2 separate regions of the Ovis aries genome follow, and region 1 is linked to region 2. Evidence: chromatin contacts called from public Hi-C data. All regions are on one chromosome and are shown on one strand. Each heading gives the region's core, a stretch centred on a gene start, on an enhancer-like site or on the middle of the called end of the contact. The rest is flanking DNA. Distances are from core to core; before and after follow the strand shown. Region 1 holds the start of ANAPC15 (anaphase promoting complex subunit 15). Region 2 holds the start of XNDC1N (XRCC1 N-terminal domain containing 1, N-terminal like).

The links. Hi-C and Micro-C count contacts between places; a contact is called where the count stands out from the background.
Region 1: a Hi-C map of blood shows a contact between it and region 2, with 2.0 times the contacts expected there. The contact joins the promoter of ANAPC15 here to the promoter of XNDC1N in region 2. A contact is called at or near these places in 2 of 16 Hi-C or Micro-C datasets (blood and hypothalamus).

The regions. Positions count from the first base shown.
Region 1 is chr15:50,467,388-50,472,359 of ARS-UI_Ramb_v3.0, forward strand. It overlaps ANAPC15 (anaphase promoting complex subunit 15), which reads right to left and starts at 3,613. Exons shown (of 5, transcript XM_042233183.1): 1 at 3,103-3,613; 2 at 1,922-2,051; 3 at 1,351-1,410; 4 at 901-1,038; 5 at 427-781. The coding sequence starts at 3,134. The coding sequence ends at 734. It overlaps LOC132657823 (a long non-coding RNA gene), which reads right to left. Exons shown (of 2, transcript XR_009596531.1): 2 at 4,942-4,972. It also overlaps a transcript of TOMT not described here.
Region 2 is chr15:50,281,583-50,286,533 of ARS-UI_Ramb_v3.0, forward strand. XNDC1N (XRCC1 N-terminal domain containing 1, N-terminal like) reads right to left here and starts at 3,201. Exons shown (of 20, transcript XM_060399419.1): 1 at 2,924-3,201. It overlaps RNF121 (ring finger protein 121), which reads left to right and starts at 3,621. Exons shown (of 8, transcript XM_060399420.1): 1 at 3,621-3,689. The coding sequence starts at 3,685.

The DNA.
Region 1 (4,972 bases), core at 2,363-4,862, 190 kb after region 2:
TTGAGCGCCCAACCCAGCCGTGTCACTGATTTGCTGAGTTACTCCATGGGAGTCTCTGCCCTGTTTTGAGATTTAATCTGTTCTAACACCAAGGAGGTTGACTAGGAGAGTTCCAGGGGCCTCTCAGTTCTGGGTCTCAGAGAACCTGCCCCCGACTCTCCCCAACCCCATGCTATTTCGGGTGGAATCAAATGAAAACAGTAAACACTAAGTTAGAGGCCTCGCAGGAATGGCTGGGTGCAAGCTGGGCCAGAGGAAATGGCAGTGGAGCCTCAGATGACAGCCAGGGCTACTATGGCCTTCTCTAGCCCCAGCCCACATGGCCAGGTAGATCTGCCTGAAGTCCCTTGAAAACCCTTTCCCCAAAGCTCAAGAGAAGATGCTGGACTCCTCCTCTAGGTTCCACCAAGAAATAGGGAATAGACATGGGGGAAAAAAAAAATCAGTCCTGTGTCTTTATTAAAGAAAGTTAGAAAGAGACTAGATCTGACAAACAAGGGGTGAGATGCTGGCTAGAAGGGAGTGGGCTGGGCTTAGGCCCTGGGGATTCAAGGGCAGACTGATGGCCTGGGAGGGACCAAGAAGACCAGGTCCTGGCAGCAGCTGAGGAAGTGCCTGAGGATGAGCATTCAGGCACTGGGGTGGGCCATGGGGGTCGGTGATCAGCTGGTTCTGCAGGGAGTCCAGGGCCGTCCTCGGACCCCTTTTCTTGAGACCACCTTTTCTTGTCTACCTAGATCATCCACTGGTCCTGATCCTGTTCGTTGCCTTCCATGTCCACCTGCAGAGGAGGCTGGGTGTGGGTGGGGAAGGGCCTCAGCCACCCAGCCAGCCCCAGTCCCAGGTCCTGCCCCTGGCAGGATCCAGGGTTTCCGTTCCCTTGGCTACACCCCTGCCTACCTCGTTGACCTCTCCGTCATCAGGTGACTCATTGTAGTCATTCATCTCATCCATGTCTTGCATGTCCTCGTCATCCTCTGAGTCCTCTTCACTGTCCTCGTCGTCATCTTCATCTTCCTCTTCCTCGTCGTCATAGTGCTGGTGAGGCAGGGAAGAGCCTGGAGGTTCTATAGGTCTGCCTGGGCCACTTCAAGGAGTGGCCCACTTGGAGCTTCTCTCTGGGGCTAATGAATGAGCTCCACTCCCTGATCCTGTGCCACTCGAGTCTAGCTGGTTGGTGCACTACCTTAGTGCTGGGCCCACTACCCACCCTCTCTCTCACCCCTTTCTGGCCTCCACCAGAGTTGAGGACCACACCTACTCTGGAGTCAGAGGTCAGACTTTCAGAATTAGAGCAGAGCTTCCGTCCACCTGAGCCCCACACAGGCCCCACCTGCTGGAGCCACTCACCTCTGAGGCCGGCTTGCCAATAGGTACCAGGTTGTTGTCTTTCTCTGCAATGCTCTGGAGCTGTGGCCAGACAGGGAGGAGAGCAAGGCTGGGGCCCAAGCAGGGCAGTCAAAGGCATGGCACTCACCTGCCCTGCCCCCAAGAAGACCCCCAAGTGTGGAGGAGAAGCTTCCTTACGACTCTCAGGAAGATTCAGTCTCTTTCCTGTCTTCTGCCACTTACTTATGAATTTGATCTAGCTATGTAAACTCTCTGGTCTTTGGTTTCCTTATAAGATTATGGTGAGGATGAAGTGACACTACCAGCCTAGAACAGGACATCTGCAAGGTCCTCGATAGACAGTCAAAAAATACTTCCTGTGTTGTAGGGAAAAGAGCCTGGGCTCTGATCTGGCCTAGAGGTCCCAGAGTCTTCAGCAAATTAGGGTAACACAAAGGTGAGAACCTAGGTCCCCAGCTCAGGACAAAAACCTCCCCCAGGGCAGATCTGCAGAGTAGGGCCAGGTTAAGGCCAGAGAAGGGGGATGGGGAGCCTGACTGAAGCGCCCCTGCTGTGCTAGGTTCTCACTCACCCAGGCCTGATGCTGCTGTTCTTGCTGCTGCAGCTCTGTCTCCTCCACACAGGGTCGATCCAAATTAAACCACAGTGTCTCAGTCACACGGGGGAAGAGTGAGGGGAACAAGGTGGACATGGCTCCTAGACTGAGAGAAAGGGTCAGGTGAATCCAGCTCTCTCAGATGTGTGTGGTTTTAGATTTTATTTGCTGACATTTTGACTTGGGGATTGGATGGAGTGGACAGTGGCAGAGACGCACTCCTACCCTGTGGGAATCAGACAGACCTGGGTTTGAGTCCTGGCTCCACCACTTACTAGCTATTTGACCTCCGCCAAGTCACTTAACCTCTGAGCCTCAGCTTCCTCATCTGTAAAATGGGACAATAACAATTATACCACCCTCATCATTATTCTTGGAGAAGGAAATAGCAACCCACTCCAGTATTCATGCCTGGAAAATCCCACGGAGCGAGGAGCCTGCGGGGCTGCAGTCCATGGGATCGCAATGAGTCGGACACGACTGAGCGACTTCACTTCACCATTATTCTAACAATTAGTAATTTACTTTATGGATAAGTAAAGCTGTTTGTAAGCTGTTCAAGAAAGGAAGAGAATGAAAGCCAAATGTAGAGAGAGGAAACCAGAATGCAGACTGGCATTACAAAATTCAAAATTAAAGATGGCAGGACTCTACTGAAACTACCTCTACCCCCTCCAAACACCAGACCTACTTTTTGCTCCTCCATGCTGACCCAGCCCACACATACCCAGTGTCAGAAATTTAGGACACGAACCACCTCTATAATGAACCACAGCCAAATTGGGGGGCAGGGAAGGGAGGTGTTACCACGTGTCAGTAAGACATTCTAAAGGCATGAGTAAATAAGTAGATGAAAGACTGAATAGATGAACTAACATGTGAGAGAATACATAAACTCAGCTCGGTTTAAACGGCTGAGGGAGCTGACAAGGAAGGTCCCAGAGAATCTGAATTAAAACTTTTCAGCTCACAGGAAAACTGAGGCCCAGCACAGGCAACGACTGGCTCTAGGTCACACGGTAAACTGGGGGGGAACGCTTGCGGGGAGTAGATCCAGGCCAGGCACGAGAGATGAAGAGAAAAGGATCTATGTCTAATTCTGTTCTTGCCCTAATTTATTTGACCAATCCGGGGCTAGGGGCTGCCCTTCCGTGTACCGCAGCTTCCCGGCGCTTCTAACAGGATCCATAACACCCCTCCCCCTCCCCCCGAAGTACTGAACGGCCAAAGAACGCGGCTCCGAAAGACCAACCCATCGTCGTAAAACCACCACCCATTCTCTGCTTATTATTATTATAATCGTGGAATTGACCAACAAGAAGGCAGGGGCGGGATTCGGACAGGCATTTGCCCTTATAGGGTCGCTAATCGGAAGGGAGGGTAAGGCCAATTAACTGGAAGAAATGCTGAGTGACTGGAAGTGGTACCAATGAGTGACGGGTCTTGTGTGACGGGGTGGGGCTTACTCTCGAGGAAGCGGCCAATGAGTTGGCGCGCTTTAATGTTAAGGGGAGTGTGAGCAGGCAGCTCCAGAGGAGTCGGATCAGAATAGGGTTTCTCTGGGGTAGGGAGGGAAGGAGGGACGAGGAGTCAGGAGCCGCAGCCTAGCTTCTGTACTTACCGCGCCGGGAGGCGGCAGCCGGCGACGACCCGGAAGCACTTATTTCTGCCTGACCGGAAGAGCCCGCCAGAACCAGGGACACACCAAACGCATGCGTGTTTGCTCTTCTTTTGTTTCCCGCTCCCGCCCCGCCAGAGTGGAAGTGACGTTCCACATGTCGGTCACGTGCTGGGTGGAGATTTGGCGCGCCAGCTCTGTACCCGTGTAGCCCCGCCTCTCTCTCCCCAGGCCGGATTTTCTCGCCAATCCCTGCTGAAAAATAGGTGGCAGCGACCAGCGTTAGTACTAGGACTATTTGTTGTGCTGCGTACCAGGAAAATTCGTCTACTTCTACCTCAGAATCGCTGGGTGATTTTACCCCTCGCCGTTCCTGTCTGTCCTTTCTGTCCCTCAGTTTCCCGTTTTGGTGCATACATTCATTTATGTATGCCTTCAACGGAAATGTTTGGGTCCCTATTATATTCTGTATTCCAGGCCCTGCTAGAAGCGGGAGCTAAATCTAGGAACATGGTCCCTGCCCTCAAAGACCTCAGAGTCAAGTAGGGAAGCCAGACTCTGCTAACCTGCAGTGGACTCCCTGGTCTTTTTTGGGGGGTGGGGGTTGGGGGCGGGCGGAACGGGCAGCCCCAGGGAATGTGGGATCTTGTTCCCTGGCCAGGGATCCAACCAGCGCTCTCTGCATTGGAAGCGCTGACCGCCAGGGAAGTCCTTTCACTGGTCTCAAAATTGCCTTTCCAGGTCTGCATTCCAGATTTTGTAAGGGCTGGAGTGTTTACTCAGTCTCAGGCGCAGCATTCTACTACTGGGGAATTGAGCTGCCCTCTCCAGGTCTGGGCTAAATCCGCTTAGGGGTCAGCCTTGTCACATCTCTCCCACTCCTTTGCTGATGCCTTTATTCTAACCTGTCTGACTCAGCTTCCCCTTCAGAAATCATAATACATTCTGGCAACGGAAGTCCTTCAAACCCAGTGCCCATTAAGCTCCATCACGCACCAGCCCATTTCAAGGCCAGCAATCATCCATCATTTCACTACTGCCTTGACCCAATGTGTGCCTTTTAACAAATCCTTTTTCCATGTCTGGATTCTGTTTCCTCTTCTCCCCAGGCTTCTTCCTACCTTGGACTGATGTGAGAATTTGATGAGATAACATATTTAAGAGTTAGTGTACTGTGCATACGGACTTACATTGTTTCCAAGCAGTTCTGGTTGTTATAAAGTTTTTCATTAAAGAGTAAAATTTGCCCCTTGGAAATGTCCACTTTTTTTTTTTTTTGCATTCTTTCAACCAGTATCTACCGAGTACTTTATTACATGCCTGTCATTATTCTAAGTAAAGAATGTACAATAGTGAACAAAACAGAACAATAACAAAATCATGAAGAGACTCACGGTGCTTTCATTTTA
Region 2 (4,951 bases), core at 1,951-4,450:
TCTGTCCATTTCCTGGTTTATCTCCTACTATTCCTTTCAGCAGGGGATGTTTTACCGTAATTACTTATTTATTTAATCTTAAAAGTTCATGTGGGAACTTGTATTTTGTCTTTTGCTAAGCTTTTTATGGAAAAATTTAAATATATGCAAACACACACACATATATTAGTATAATGAACCCTAGTGCATCACCTAACTTCAACAATTCCTTGAGCAGAGAGAGGTGTTTTAAAGTTGTCGGAATGTCTTTAGATGGGATCTCTCTTCAAATATTTACCTGCCCTTTCACTCACGTTTCTTCACTCATATGGTCCCTGAAATGAGTCCATGACCTCGATATACTCATGTCATAATGCTCTTGTGTCCTTCCCATCAAGAAACCTTTTTCCCACCTCTGAGACTTTGTTCATGCCATTGTCTCTGCTTGGAATGCTCTTTACTTCTTTCGCTGACAAATCTAATGCATATTTGATGGCCACATGTCACCTCCACTCTGCTCAGCCCTCAAAGTGATAGCTCCCTCCTCTCAATTCTATATCACAATGATCTGCATATGTCTTTTGTCCCTTGACCAATTGTAAGCTCTTGGAAGACAGGCTTCATGTTTGTTTTATTTCTGTATCCTCATTAAGAGGGAGAAACACAGTTTCAGATTAACCAGTGTCCGCTGAATGAATGACCATAAGTATTAGGCTCCAAATGGTCAGCCGTCATGGAATGCTCAGAGTGAGGTAGCTGCTGTGACAGCAGTAACCAAAGTCTAATGAATACCGTTCTAAAGGTCATGGGTTACATTCAAGATGGTACCAAGGCTTCAAAAACAGAAGAGGTCAGAGTGAGTCCTGAGTCACCCCCCAGGCCTTTAGATTAACTAAAGCTGATTATTCTCATTATAGGAACTCACTGAACTTTCAACAATTTTTCTTACTCTCTGCTAGATACTGGAGACAGAAAAATAAATAAATAGATAGGGTCTCTGTTTTGGAGAAACTCCCAGTATACACCTGTGATTTGATGGAAAAACTCCACCATCTCTCATAACTAATATACACATCTGACTGAACCAGTCCCAACACTACACTCCAGGCTTGGGGACTCTGAAGCTGTCCATCTTAGATATTTTATTTAGCTAATATTTTGAGGAGGGGGGTGTCTAGCAGGTACCAGACATTGGACTAGGTTACACAGTGGTGAATAAGACATATACAATATTTTTTATGAAGATCACTATCTATCAAATTGCTTGTTCTCACGGGATTAAGTGCTTTCTGACTTCACTGCCCTTGCATACGCTGTTGTTCTTGGTTTTTTGGCACCAGCTTATTTATCCTGTGTGTACCTGCATTGAGCAGTGAGCTCTTTGAGGATATGGATTTTTGTCATGCTCATCATCTCCCACACTTCAGAGAGATGCTGGAACACAGTAGGCATAAATAAATAGCCACTGAAAAGAATACTTCTTAGGTCAATATAATTCAATCAGAATTGCGCAGAAGTTTCTGGCAAACACAACAAACTCATCAACCAATAATAGGCCACAAACTGCTACTGTTTTTAAATTTTAAATACTACAAGTCGGCAAGAAAAGGGCAAGCAGTCCAATATAAAACTAGGGAGACAATATAAACATACAATTCACATTAAGATAAAATCTGAATGATCAATACCCCATATAAAAAAGTGCTCAGCCTCACCGATAATAAGGAAAGTGCAAATACCTGTTTCTCTAAGACTGGAAAAAATAGAAAAGTCTACAGTATGAAGGAGTGGCAATAATATGGGGAAATGGGCTCTCTCATAAACACTTCCAGCACATCTTAATTCTGACTAGCTATATTTCAAGAATAGCCACCTGTCCTGGTTTACTTAAACAGTGCAGCTCTAGCTCCTGTGCATAAAAAGATACATGTAATGTTTCTAACAGCAAAAAGCATAAAACTCTAAAGTCCACTAGTTGAGGAATGGATGAATGAAATGTTCTATATCATATGGAATACTATATAACAGTTAAAAGGAATAAATTAGATGTAAATATATGTAAACATGGATAGACTGCCTCCTCCCAAAATAGTGAAAGAATAAGTTATAAAAAAAATAACTATACATAGAAAAATAGCACTTAGGTTCTTTACAAAAGGAAATGGAACAATACTTGTACTGCCCACTGAATACACACTATTTTTTTTTTTTCAACTGACTGGGAGAATACACAGCTAATTATAGGACTTGCTTCTAGGGAGAATGAAAGGGTAATGAATCCGATAGTAAAGGACACAGATAAATTCCACTTGTTTCATATTATCTTTCTTAAAAAATGAGTATGCAAATAGATTATGATGTCAATCGGTGTTTATAATATTCTTTGTACCCAGTTTCACATAATAAATATAATTCCCATTTTAAATAAATGTAGATGGTCCCAATGAAGTTGACGGTCAATCTAATAATAAGGTGAGCCCACAAGACATCCTAGCTCTATCTATGCTGTAGATTCAGCCGGGACCTCCGGGGGGCGGGGTGAAGTGTAAGCAGGGACCACAGACTTGAGACGTGTACTTCAGATGTACAATGCACAGAAAAAACAGGGTACTGGAAATGAGAAGAAAACTGTAAGCTGGGGTGCAGCATAGTGAATAGGCTGTACAGGGCGGGCATAAGGGTAGAAGCTGGGGACGCAGTGTGTGGGCACAGTAAAAAATTCGAAGATGTGCGAAGTGGATCCGGAGGCGTGAGAGCCTAAGAAGCAGTTTGGGGGCCGTGGAAGTCCGGCAAGACTCTTCAGCTCTCAGATTCCTGAGCCTAAGCCGCTACTTCCACCGCTGCTCGGAACGCGCTGTCCTGTCCACTTCCTTTATAGCCACCCTTCCTCCCTTTTGTCCTTTCTCCCCCCCCCCCCCCCATCGAAAACCCGAATGACCCTCACCCGGGATAACGGACTTCGAAGTGCCACCGCTGCCTTAGATCTTGGACCAAAAAAAAACCCAAAAACGTTCTCCCGCCAATTTTGTCCTCTAACCTCCGCCTTCTGACCCCAAGCACTACTCTTCCGCCTCCCGAAGCCCGGGAACAGGTTCTGGGGCCTCAAGAAGCCGCTGTTCCCGGAAACTGACTCCCACCAAGGTAAGAAGACACGTGCTTAGACAGAAAAGTACTTTCGGGTGGTTTCTATATATTTCACGCCTTGCAAATCCCCCGGAGAGACCGGACTTTAAACTTCCGGGTCAGTTTCTAGGCATTCTGGGAAATGTAGTCCTTAGTAGTCTCCACGCTTCCCAAGAGTTGCCCATTGAGGGAGCGTCGCAAAGTAGACAGCCTTGGGGCTCTTCTCTTTGGTTCTACACAGGCAAAAATTGGTGACATATTTGTACTGAAAATAATACAAGGCTAATTTCTCATTTGCCAAGATCCCTCCTCCGCCGCCGACGCTTAGAAGTACACGGAATCCACTCCTCCTTAACCTTTAAGTGGGTAGCAGGCAGACGGTCTCTTAGTTGCCTTCGGGTCTCTGCCTGTCTTGGTGCCCCGCCCCCTCTGCCGAAGCTTGTACAGCCGATTCGCTAGAAGCAGTTGAGCGGCGGAAGCAGCTGGCTCGCGCGGGGCCTGCGGGGAGGGGGAGAGCTGTGAAGATGGCGGCAGTGGTGGAGGTGGAGGTTGGAGCCGGTGCTGCCGGAGAACGGGAGCTGGATGAGGTGAGAAGAGTTGAGAATTGAGGAGAAGAAAGACTCAACCTGAAACTGAAGGGAAGGGAGGGGAGGTATCGGGAGTAGGGGTCCTAGGAGAGACGAGATCCTTAGAGGGAAGGAGCCAACTGGGGAGTGGGTGCGCGAAGAGGGAAATCTGAGGTACCCAGGACTCGGGGACTCGGAGGCAGTCATGGGGTAGAAGACTTGCAGCAACCTCAAGGGTGGAGGTGGAGGACAGAGAGAGAAGCCAGAGGGATGGGGGTGTTAAGATTTAGGATTAGTTGAGGGTCTTGGGGAGGACTAAAGGGCTGCCAGGTGGTTTGAGTTAGAGGGGCGTAGACTTCTGTGAGGGAAAGCTGGGTTTTCACTGAGGGAAAGGAAAGGACTGTCTGGGTTTGGAGTCGGGGCGGGGGACGCGGACCACGGAAGAGTGTTTATCTACTAGTATTTCAGGTTTGAGTTATTTTTTATGTAAGAGCGCTTTAAGTTCTAGAACTTTGTACATACTGTGGGCTCGATAGAGCTTTGGTCAACGGATGATAGAACGAACGGGTGAATGAACTATCGTATAGCGAAATGTATCCATTCACTCACTTAAACGTTTAAGTATCACCTTTGAGCGAAGCTCAGGGGTAGGTGCTAGGGACCTTCCCATAGAAGAACCCAAGGTATGGTGGTGGGAGACGCACAAGAAGTCTTTTCATCGGAGGTGTAACTGTGGCACTGAGAAGAGGGGACCAGTGCAGTTTGGGGTAGGCTTCTCAGAGGAGTCGAGTCTTAACGAATCAGCGATTCTCTCTCTTTCTTTTTCCCTCTTTCCTATTAGACTTATGAGTTTTTTGAGAGTGAGCTGTTGAGGGTGTATGTCTCTTTTACCTACGTAACAGGCATTTAACAACGGGTGTATTCAGTGACCAGTGGTCCTTGAAGGAAATCACTAGGAGGAAGGAGACATTGAGTTTGAAGGGAATGAAGGGACAGCGCTGAGAAGCAGAGAGAGAAGGTGAGAAAGGAAAGGGAAAAGATTCCGAGGCCAAAGGTACATTCATGGCTAGGGGTGCCTGTGGTCTTGCCCATGACAGCATATGGACAGCAGGGAGGAGTAGGAGAAAGGGGTTTGATTGTTAGGGATGGAACCAGTGGGATGTCTGAGGGATCAGTTTCTTAGAGGCCTTGGCTGGGTGGGAGTGTGGGGTGGGGATTGGGGATGAGGCCCAGAGAAAGGGAGTAGAAGTGGACTTGAGAAGCAAAGCCTGTTGTTTGGTGGT